Regions from separate parts of the Mus musculus genome. Here all the other regions are linked to region 1. A link is a contact called in public HiChIP or PLAC-seq and promoter capture Hi-C data. All regions are on one chromosome and are shown on one strand. The core of a region is the stretch at or near the end of the contact, and the rest is flanking DNA. Distances in the headings are between cores, read along the strand shown.

Region 1 (3,796 bases), core at 892-3,391:
ATGTTTTACCTGTGTGCGTGCGCGCACACACACACACACACACACACACACACACACAAAACCTGCATGAAGTGTCAGCAGAGGCCAGATGAGGACACTGAATCCTGTGGTGGTTTGAATAAGAATGATCCCCACAGAACCAACCAAGCAGCAGAACTTGGCAGCTTGCTTATAATATATAACCCAGGCCTGCCTATGCAGGGATGGCATGGACCTGTCTCACAGACATGGTCAAAGGCTAACCTGTTGAAAGCAATTTCTTATTTGAGATTTCCTCTTCCTAGGTCTATTTACATTTGTGTCAAGCTGACAGGAAGTAACCAAGCATAGGCTGCATAATGAAGGCTTCTAAAGTGGGAAGGTCCAGTGGTCTAAATAGGTTCCCAATGATAGCTAGGTTCCAAATGCTTTGCTACTTCAAACCAATGCTCCCTTTACAATAGGGATTTGCTGTATGTAGTCTACAGTAGAAATAATAATAGAAATAACTGCAAACACAGCCCTTAGATCACAGGAAGATACAATTATCTTAGACTAAAACTAGCTTTGATTAATACATTTTTACTGTTCTTCCTGGCAACCTAAGGAAACAAAAAGAAAAACGGGAGAAAGAATGTTGGGTGTACTCTAGAAGCCTGAAAATGTTTTCTGGTTTGGTGGAACGCTGCTGTCGAGGGGTATCTGGATGAATGTTGAGAGAATTCTAGGAAATACTACATATGAAGTAGTCACAGCAATAATACACATTATCCGGGAGAAGTAAAGCATTTTTCTTTTCTTCTGTTTTGAGGTAGGGTCTCAAATTCAGAATCCTCCTGCCCCTGCCTCCACAGAACTGGGATTATAGGCAACTAAGCCAGGCCATGTGCATTTCTAAAGTTAGACACTGTTTTCTTAACTTCATTCCCCAACACTGGTAACATGTTGCTCAACTAACGAAGAAAGCAAGACACCTCTTTCCTTGACGTTTCCTCCTGAAGCCTGAGAGAACATTCTGGCAACTTCAACTATTCATTCAGCAACAACAGAAGGATGAGTACTGGATCCAAGGAGCTGAGACTGGCTGCATAAACTTCTACTCAGGCAAGCTGTTACTGTATCACCTCATGACCCCATCCTGTGCTAAACCTTTCCACTTGTCATTTTTCAGCTCCTCAGGCTTGCTTTGGGCCTCCCACTGTCTCCACTCATTAAATGCCTCAGGCTACTGACTCAAGCTCTAAGTCTTTGATGCCTCCAGCCCACTCCATGCCATTAGATTACCATTCCCCAGTCCCTCATGGCATCTAACTTGTTCCAAGTTTACATGTCCATGCACTTTCATTATTAGATTTATCATTTTTAATCAGTGGTAGGAATTAGGTTACTAATCATTTCAATTATCCATCAAATTAGTGATGGTGACATAATTATCATCATCATGAGATTTGCGTTATCACTATGGTTATTCATATTATCCTGGGGGTAATGGCTCCCAGTCCATAAAGTTCAACCTAGTAGATAGTTTTTGTTTATTCCTGAGTCAGGAGGCCTATCCCAGCATTTCCGCGGTGAGTAGGTGCTAGTGACTAGCATCTAGGCACTTACTGGGGAGCTCTGGCAAGAACGGAGGTCTTGCTTGTAGTGTGTGGTGTGCAGGGTGCTGCGTCGCCCTCTGCCCAGTGTTAGAAAACTTGGGTGATTGGCTTTTGCAGTGAATTGGGCAGCCACTTTTTCGGAGGCGCACAGACCACGCCCCTTACCAACAACAAAGCAAAGCCAGCTCCGCGGCCTCTACGCAACACTCCTGGAACTCAGGCCACGAGGACACGGAGGTTGGCGCTGCGGAGTTTGAGCGGGCCAGGTACCCGGAGCTCAGAGGCGCGTGCAGCCTCAGCTTGAGTCTCCCGCGCGAACCTGAGCGGACGGCTCCACCGCGGACCTGCGCGGTAGGGGGAAGCCCGCGCAACCAAACACGCCGGCCAATGCCGGTCGCGCGCTCCCTTTGCGCGCTCCCGCGCCGGCCTTAAGGCTTGGACCGCAGGTGGAGAGGCCCGGGTGCGGGCGCGTGGCCCGAGGCTGTGCGAGGTTGCGCGGTGCGCGCGGAGCCGCGCTGTCCCCCCCATCTGAACTCAGTGCGCTGTTCCACGGCAAACTCCGCGCGCTGCGTGCTCGGGGCCGCGCCAGCCCGGGTGGCCGCGTGCAGGGCTCAGGGAAGTGAGCCCAGCAGGGAAGATGGAGCTGGCCACGCGCTCCCAGGTGAGGGTTTCCCCCAGCCCTGGTCCCCGGCCGCTTTCTGCATGCCCCGCCCCGCCCTGTCCTGCCGGGCTGGTCCACGCGGAGGGCCGGGTGCTGGGAACTTAGGTCCTGTAGGAGTGCGCGTGGCTCCCTGCTGTACCACCCCGGGTCTGCAGGTTTGGCCCCTGCAGCCGGGGCTCAGGTGGGGATGCCTATTCTGGAGCTGCAGGCCGGGAGCTACGGGGTGCAGCGCCCCGAGACCTGGGGGAGGGGCGCGCGGGAGGGCAGCGTGCAATTTCTCCCCAACCCCCTTCCTCGCCGGAACTGGCACCAGAGGTCAGGAAGATTAAGAAAAAAGCAATTAAAAAAAAAAAAAAAAAAAAAAAAGAAAGAAAGAAATCTCGAGACTCACACTATACCAGTCTTTTATTGAGTTGCTGTAGGTTTTATTCTAGAACTTTAATAAATTTACTACTTGGCAAATGGTAAGTAACATCTTTAGGCCAAGTTAACAAACAACTTCAAGATTGCAAATCTTAAGCGAAGGGCAAATCCATTATGCATTATGGGTCTAATTTAAGTTTTGAAACTTCACTAACACTTGAGAATAAGTCTTCCAAAGGGTCATTGCGTGCCAGGATTGTGATTTCTGTTAGTTTACAGTCTCAAGGTTTTTCTCTACTTAAAATTATCACTCTGTTAAAAAAACGACAACCACAAGACACCTAAACAGACACACACTTTTTAATATAGTGATAAGCAAATCATTTTTAAAAATGAACTAAGAAAAACTTTGAAAAGAGAAGGAATGGCCAGCCCCCTGCTCGTGGGGTGCGGGATATTTTACATGAATGTAGCCTTTCTTGAACTGCGTTTACCCCTGTAGTCTACCTGTAGACTCTGAGCCTGGTGGAACAGCGCCCAAGCTTTACCAGACCTGGCCTGCCCAGGTCTGGCACTTACCTTTGTGCTGGCAAATTAGAGAACTAGCTAGCTGGCTAGATACCAGTGGCCACTTTGTCCAGTTAGTGACCGCTGAGAATGTCCTGAAAGTGGAGGTTTGTGAGAAAGTATTTTAAAAGGTTTCACCAGTGAAGGGAGAAAAGAAAAACTGTACTGAGCTAGACTCAGGCTTTAGGGTTTTTGTTGTTGTTTTTGTTTTGCTTTTGCACGTGGCTAGCCTGAGCTTCTCCAGGAAGTAACAAAACACCTTTGGAAAGGGAAAGTGAAATTGCTTTGTTTTTTCAGGACAGTCTCATTCATCACAGAGTGGTCTCCACTTTCTGTAGAGCAGATTATAGATCTTGCCTCCACTTCTAGATTCAGGATTCTTTCCCTGCTTGGATGCCTGGTGTATGATGTGCTGGGGGTGAACCCTGGGCCTCCTGCATGTTAGGCAAAATCTGCAAACTGGGCTGCAGCTCCAGCCTGGTGGAAAGAGACAGGAGCTTTCGTAGTTCCTCAGAAAATGTAACTCACTGTATCATTTCCAAAACCTGTCACTTTACTGGAAAGCTCTTTGCAACTAGGATCCCTGTATTCAGGGCATTTGAAAATTCAGGATGTATTAAACTGTGCA
Region 2 (3,796 bases), core at 756-3,255, 920 kb after region 1:
AAGATATAATGAAGTGCTCATTAATTTATATGAGCTAGTTGAGAACAATTCTAGCTATAAGGCCTACACATTCATAAATTAAGTCTTTATGTCAGTATTGGGAGCTGACGGATTGAGATAGTCCAGCAATAAACACACACATGCTTTTATTTTATTTTATTTTATTTTATTTTATTTTATGTGAATCAGTATCTTGCCTGCAAGTATGTCTTTATAATACACGCATACCTGATGTCTGTGGAGCCTGGAAGAGGGTATTGGATCCCCAAGAACTGGAATTACAGATGGTCATGAACTTCCATGCTAGTACTAGAAACTGAACCTGGAGACTCTGTGAGGTAACCATGTCTGGCTGGTGAATTGAAAACACCTCAGAAAGTTCTAGAATATGCAAACAGCACATGTTTATTTGTTTAAAAGTAATTCCAGAATTATCTGTTCATCAATCCCCCCACTGAAATAATCCTAGCACCACACACATCTTGATGTGAAAAGAATGCTAACAGGGCTGGTTCCTTAGTGAATAATATTCCTTTTCCCTCCCCTAACATGGCATGACTGTGGCAGCTATTCATTTCCTTTAAACTGTGTTTCAGTTTGGGAAGGACCCTGACACAGTGGCATGGTTCTACGTGAGGGACAAATTTAAATCTTGTTACCCCTTTCTCACAGAAGACTCTCTGCAGAGTGTTTGACAACGTGCCCTGAGAAACTACTTTAAAAATGAAAGAATACTTATTGAGTCGTCAGCACAGTAACAAAAGCTCCTCCAAAGTGAGGAGGGAACTATCTCTTAAATTCCACACTGTGTTCCCATGACTCATGAGTCTGGAGCAGAGACCATCAAGACCTTAAGAACCACTTTTTGAACATTTCCCTACGGCTGCCCAGTACATTAATAGCCAAGACACTTCTGGGATGCTGTCAAATGAGAATTTAAGGTGGAAAAAACTCTATTTGTCTTACTGGAAAAATGATTTTAGAAGACAAGTTTTTAGCTCCATTTATTGACTTTTTGGACTCTCTTCTGTGCCTAGTCTTGCAATCTTCTGCTCTTTCTTCCAACCTTCTGACCACTGTATTTTTATATGATTATTATTTCTCTGGAAATGGAAAATATGTTATTGAGAAGCATTTTGGTTAGCTACCACTTGGTGAAAAGATATTCAGTCTTGCTGTTGGAACTTTAGAGTGCATCAATGTTAGGAGAAATATTGATTAATATGGGCATATTTTAAAACTGCTTAAGGTTCACCAATCAATTCTTGAACTTTCTTTTTGTTGCAGCAAGATTTAAGGAGTTTTATTACTACTTCTTATCCTTCCTCTACTTCCCTCACCTCACCCCCAAAGCATAGGAAACCAGGTTCTTAAAATTCTAGGTGAAAGATTTACCAATAGCCTATCTCTCTAACATATTCCTTTTATTTTGTTTATTTTTTGCTTGGGAAAAATTTTGCAAATTTTAAGACTCATTTTAATCTGAAACGCTGACTTCCACAATGCAAATAATTAGGCAAAGTGGGTATGTGTATATATCTGTTGCAAGCATTTCACAGATATTTCTCCCTTGGTTTCATAAGAGTTGGGTCTTCATTGTGGATGGAATCTCTGTGAATCCTAATCACTGGTATTATTCTATAGGTGACCTTCATCAGGTGACTTGAGACTCAAAGCAAATAGCCTTAGTTGCTACCATGAAAATTATGCTATACAAAATACATTTAGATAAACACAATGGGCAAGGTGGTAAAACAAACAAACAACAACAACAACAAAAACCAGTAACACCATGGAATTGGCCTTTTACATTTAAACACTGTTCCAATTAGATAAATCATATATAATATTAAAATATGTGTCATTTACCATTAAGTTACTTGTATCATTCTAAGTATCAGCCTTTCCAAACCCTGAAAGATCCGGAAGTCAACAATGCAGCTGGACTGTCTCACCAGAGAATGAGAACAAAAGGTGCTTCCTTTGTTTCTCCACCCTTTTCTGCATGACAAAACTTCAGGACAGTGTGGATGGAAAGATTTCTCTTGTCAGTCTGTCTGGGCTGACTCAGTGGCCCCAAACAGGTAGCCAGATTGGCCTGGGAGGTCTAAGGAAACATCCATCTCTCAGCTATCTGGTGGAGTTGTCAACTCAGAAACTCAGCATGCCCTTTTCATCTTTCAGGAAGTAAAAGTTTTTCAGGATGAACACTGAGACCTTCTGGGAAACAAAGTCCTTTCTATGTCACACAATACCATGTCGGGCAAATTCTGTGGCTTTAATAACTCACAAGTTAAGGCCAGAGTCAAGGTCCACAAGAAGGGATTCCTCTTCTGTATGGAAAGTGATAATGAGATCATATTGAATGGATGCCTAGAACTGGAGGGATTTGTGGCCAGTAATCAAGGTACATCTTTGATTGCAAATGCTAACTACTTAGTGCCTAGAAGAGCTAGGCATCTCATCCCAGCGTGTGAAATAGCAAGTGTCCACTGTAAATGTATAGCAGAGATTTGAAAGACACTGCAAACAGTGTAACTATAGTTATCTTTTCCAAACCAAACTAGAAACTTGACCTGATTCCTATCATGCTTTACAATTCCATCCTATACTTCCTGTAGTATGATAGCGGTCTTAGCATTTCCTGAGAAAATCCAGCAGTTCAAATTCCATCAAGAGCTCTCCAAGGGTTTATTAGGTCACCATTTCTAAATGGAACAGGATTTCAAACACCCTTTTCAGTAACAATTATATGGCAACCACTATGTTACAGGCCTAAAAGCAAAAGAAACTTATATGTTACATATATATGATGAGATGGTGGAGTTAGGCTCTGATACACAAGTCTGAAATGATGCAATTAGAGAACACCAGAAAGACTGCTTCCTTCTTTGTTAGCATCTTTCTCCAACATTTTTCAAATGTCAGATCATTTACTAAAGAAACTACAAGTAAATACATTACAATATAAACAGAGAAGGTTGGGCAGAGATCTGTTTTATGCTATTTAAATTCTACTGACAGCATCTACATTTTATAGCTTAGTAATCCTTCAGTAGCTATGCCTTGATGTATGTAAAAATAGATAAATAACAAAATTAATAGCATTTATTTTGTCTCATTCAAAGATCCCCATTATTTGTGCTATAAATAACAGTGGCCATTAATACTTGTCTATGAACTGTAAGTACTTTTTAATTGTATCTCATTATAGCAAACACTACAGAGCACAGCTTTCTGTCCCTTTCCTTCTACGTAAAGAATCTATAGATTATAAAGAGGTGTGTCTCACATACGCATAGTCTTTGTGCCCAAAAGCAGAAGATTTTTTCCCATTTTAATGTTTCCCTTGGACAATGATCATTTTGTGTGAGAGCAGCGTTTTATCTTTTAATTTATTTTAACTGCTTGAAATGGACCAGCTGCAGAGTGGGAAGTGTGTTGACATTTATCTGAAGTCTTATCTTTATTAAATCACTTGTATTATTATCCTATATAAACAACTTAATAAACACAGTAAATACTTATCTAACTGGAGTCAGTAAGTCTATTGAGCCAGCCAATTTACTCTTAATTTTCTGAATTAAAAAAAAAAAAGATAAAACCTGCTGTATCAGTTGAGTCACTGGGGAAATTAAGTCTTCAGTTATCAAATCTGCTGCCAAATCCAAAGTCTCCCCATGAGAACTTGGAGAGCTTTTGACTCTTTCTTTTCTATAGACACAGATGGAACCACATACTGACCTTTATGCACAGTCTACTTCAAAAGTACTGACATGAACAGGAAGGTTTTCTT
Region 3 (3,796 bases), core at 456-2,955, 530 kb after region 1:
ACCACACCACACTCACTCTGACTTGGAGCAAGGAGCTAACGTATTGACATTGTTCAAGCCACTGAATTTAGGAGTCAGTACTTAGTTCTTCCATACTCCAAATATACCAGTGCTCTGATGCCAATGTTCCCTTCCTCCCCTCCCCCAGTGTCTCCCCACCACCTCACATCTCCCCCAGATCCCACCCTCCTTTGCCTTCAGACAAGAACCGCCCTCCCAGGGACTTCAAGCAAACATGGCATAGCAAGCTACATAACACCAGACTCAAAGCATCATATCAAGACTGGACAGGCAACCCAGTAGGAAGAAAAGGGTCCCAGGAGGAGACAAAAGAGTCAGGGACAGTCCCTGTTCCCACTGTTAAGATTCTCAAGAGGACATCAAGTTACTCACCCAAACATATATGTAGAGGATCTAGGTCAGACCCCCTATAGGCTCCCTGATCTCTGTGAGTCCCCATGAGTCCCACTTAGTTGATTGGGCCATGTTCTTGTGATGTGTCTGACCCCTCTGGTTCCTCCAATCCTTCTTCCCCACCCCTCCATAGGACTCCCAGGTCTCAGCGTAATGTTTGACTGTGGTACTCTGTATCTGCTTCCATCTGTTGCTGGATGTATTCTCTGCTACCTTTGAGGTTCTGCTAGAGCCTTTCTTCTTTAAGTTGCTTTTGTTTCAGTGGTGAGAAAAGAAAACCAAGACCACAGCTTAGACAGTAGTATACTCACCTTGATGGGAAACATCTTCAGCTGACTACAGTCCTTAGTGAGAAATTCAGATTCGATATGGACTTTAATCCTTATGCGAACCAGCCATATTACAGACTGAATATTATAAGTTCATTAACTTTAAATATTGATATGGCAAATCAGATTGTTTTCTATTGCACGTGAGCAATGAAAACCTGCTTACGGAGGCAGGGGGCCATCAAAGCGAAAGAAGCATCAGAGTCCATTTGATGTTTTTAGAAATTCCCCAAAGCTCAAGCTGGGAGTGGAAAGCTCTGTGGTTAGTAACATCCTTGACAAAGGTGCAAAATCAGTATTACCTAATACAGTCACTTTGCCTAATAGGAGGCTGAGGTGAGAAAGGCCAAGTTGTTTGTTTGAGGTTGCTCAGTAGGTGCTGGAACCACCAAGCATGATTCAGACTGCACTGCACTGAGCATCTGACAGGGTGGTTCCTGGAAGAAGCTCTGATGGCTTCCCCACCCTCCTCCTCCACAGGAAGAGCTCTGCAGTGCTTTAGAGCCTTTTGGGTTGCCAATGTCATCAGCAAATTCATCTTTAGTTTGCAAGCTCTGCCTTGAAGAGCAGTACCCTTCAGGACGCTCTACCCTGCAGAACAGCGGGGCTCTCTAGTGAGTCAAGTCTGGCCTAAAGATAACAACAGCTGTCTTCCTGTGCTTGTGGAAGGAGTCTGAGCTCTCTGAGAGAGTTTTCTCTCTTTTCAAATGGAGTAACAGCAGTCCTTGGAAAAAATGCCTACCCTTAGGGAAAAAATTAGATGATGATAACAACAAAAGGAGAAAGAAAAGAAAACCAAAAAAATCCATCACCAGCCCAGCCAGGACCGTCAGCATGCGCCCCTGTTTAGGAAGCACCCATGCTTGTGCGTGTCTTCAAAGTCAGAAGCAGCTTCCTGTAGGAGAGCCACAGGGCAGGCCTGGGCCGCTGAGCCTTGAAACACTCTCTGATACCGAGACGGGCACAGGAAGTACAACCGCTGACTTCTCAGAGGAAGCCTCAGTGCCGCTTCGCAGAGTTGAAAGACAGACTGAAGAGAAAGAAGATGAAGAATGGTAAGCCCATCAATGTCAAAGACACTAGAATCCAGAGCTGTGTGAACAGACTCGAGAACTACCCCCAGATCATGGTGCCAAATTCTCTGCTGACAGTATTTTTGAAGCGCCCCACCCCACCCCACCCCCCCCCCCCGCCGACAATTGCCCAGACAGAATTGACACTTGATAGTATATAATCTGCCTAATAAATTTGATTGAAATTGTGACATTTTCAAAGTTATTTCTAGTATCTCAAATTAAGCTTTAAAGGGAGAGTTCCCTTTGATTCAGCTAAATCACAATAATTGGTTTTAAAGCAAATAGAAACACACTGATTATCAATTAAGCCAATGGATTGATACAAATGCGGGCTTGTGTATTTGTTTCTAAGCTTTGCCCTTCTCCCCGATACTCCATACTTACTTCTATCAATCTAGTGATTAGAAAAACAAAGTTCTGGTAAATGATGGAAATGTTACACAAACAAGTGCCATGGAGTGAAGTCCACATGTGCCAAGTACGGAGGCTCTGTTCATTTGAATGTGCCTGTCAGCACTTGAGTGCAGCAATTTTCATTATGAGCTTTTACTAACAATAAATACAGGCCAGATTTAAGGGGAAACATGGCTTATTTCCTCTTCCCAGGGACCCCATTTGGCTGCATCTTCTGTCCATGACTCCCACATTCTGTTGCTGTGGTGAAAGCCAGCGACCTACAGAGTAATTAGTTTGGGTTTTGTCTACACAGCACCCACATAAGCAATTGGAAAGTGAAAAATTCAGCCAAATCATCGGGCTTTGTGTGTGGCAGTTCCCGCATGACTTTAAATAGCCAGTTAGTGCTTTTCTGTTCGGTGAAAAGAAAAAAAAAAGGCATTTTCACTAATTGGTTCTTTCATCAGCATGTGGACTGCATTGTCAATAATTGGCCTAGGAGGGGTGAGCATGTTAGACTGTTGTTTTGCCTTGGGATGGGGAAGAAAAGAGAGAGAGAAACACAGAAAGGAATTGGATCTGCAGATGAATGGAGGAAGGACTGTGTAAAGGTGAGAAATGAAAGAACTCAGGTGACATGGTCACTTAAGGTACACCATAGGTCAACAGTCCTGTCTTTGCATTTATACATGGTCATCTGTTCCACACACAGCACCAACGCTGGAGGATATAGGCATCATAGATGCACCATTGTCTGGGGTCATCCCAGACTTTATCCCTCTGCCATGGAGACTGGGTTCAATGCTTGTGTTTCTATAGGTTGCTAGGTCCTGCTGGTGAACCTGCTCTCAGGGCTGTGCTCTGAGAACCAGTGACCAAGAGAAATTACTTTTAAGAAAAAGAACTGAGGAGCAGAGGCTAACATCAAGGCCACGAGTAGGGAGTAGAGCTGAGATCAAAACCCATCTCTCACCCTAGTGGTGGTAGGACATGCCTTTGATCCCAGCACTCCCTAGGCAGAAGCAAGTAGATCTGAATCCAAGGCCAGCCTTGTCTATGGAGCTCATTCCAGGACAGCCAGGACTGCAAAGAAATCCTATCTTGAAAAGTCAAAACAAATCAACAAAACAACAACTACAACAACAACTCCCACCTCTAATTCACAGCCCATTGCTTCTACCCCAGAGGGAATTGTGGGGGTTAAAAGGGACCTCAGTACATCCACACTGAGGTCTGCTCTGGGATCTATGAATCCATTCTTCTCCTTCTGGGTTTCTTACCCAGCAAAACGTGAAGTGTTCTTGTCTCACAGGAATCCATCCTCATCCCTTTCCTTGGTTAATACTGCTATTTTGGTATGTGAACAGATGTGTGTTTTTTCTAGTACAGTGGTCCCTTTCTATCCACTGGGGAATTGGTTCCAGATCCCTGTAGATATCGTCAAAACTACAGATGCTCAGGCTTGCCTATAAAAAAATGCTTTCACTTTGGCAAATAGTTTCTACGCGATTTTTTGTATCATTTAAATACTCTCTAGATTATGCATAATGCCCAATTCAATATAAATACTTTTCAGACAGC

The links. Promoter capture Hi-C pulls out the DNA fragments that hold promoters and counts their contacts. HiChIP or PLAC-seq counts read pairs in DNA pulled down with a chosen protein or histone mark.
Region 2: an H3K27ac HiChIP or PLAC-seq map of embryonic stem cells shows a contact between it and region 1, with 3 times the contacts expected there. The contact joins the enhancer-like site here to the promoter of Cdca7l in region 1. A contact is called at or near these places in 9 of 39 promoter capture datasets (the 3T3-L1 cell line, cranial neural crest, embryonic stem cells and 4 more), 1 of 115 datasets of contacts at active chromatin or transcription factors (embryonic stem cells) and 1 of 9 other capture datasets (liver).
Region 3: a promoter capture Hi-C map of pre-B cells shows a contact between it and region 1, with 3 times the contacts expected there. The contact joins the enhancer-like site here to the promoter of Cdca7l in region 1. A contact is called at or near these places in 7 of 39 promoter capture datasets (the 3T3-L1 cell line, the C10 cell line, embryonic stem cells and 3 more), 3 of 115 datasets of contacts at active chromatin or transcription factors (effector CD8 T cells, large pre-B cells and memory CD8 T cells) and 1 of 9 other capture datasets (adipose tissue).

What each region holds. Positions count from the first base shown.
Region 1 is chr12:117,841,720-117,845,515 of GRCm38.p6, forward strand. It overlaps Cdca7l (cell division cycle associated 7 like), which reads left to right and starts at 2,142. Exons shown (of 10, transcript NM_146040.1): 1 at 2,142-2,238. The coding sequence starts at 2,215.
Region 2 is chr12:118,764,641-118,768,436 of GRCm38.p6, forward strand. No RefSeq gene overlaps it. Among named protein-coding and RNA genes, the nearest start is that of Sp8, 81 kb to the right of the region's middle. Within about 2 kb of position 2,006, at least 2 of the 459 cell types and tissues checked have an H3K27ac peak or open chromatin away from gene starts, as enhancers often do. A contact at or near this core is called in embryonic stem cells, where this site is marked.
Region 3 is chr12:118,375,621-118,379,416 of GRCm38.p6, forward strand. No RefSeq gene overlaps it. Among named protein-coding and RNA genes, the nearest start is that of Sp4, 76 kb to the left of the region's middle. Within about 2 kb of position 1,706, at least 72 of the 459 cell types and tissues checked have an H3K27ac peak or open chromatin away from gene starts, as enhancers often do. A contact at or near this core is called in effector CD8 T cells, memory CD8 T cells and pre-B cells, where this site is marked.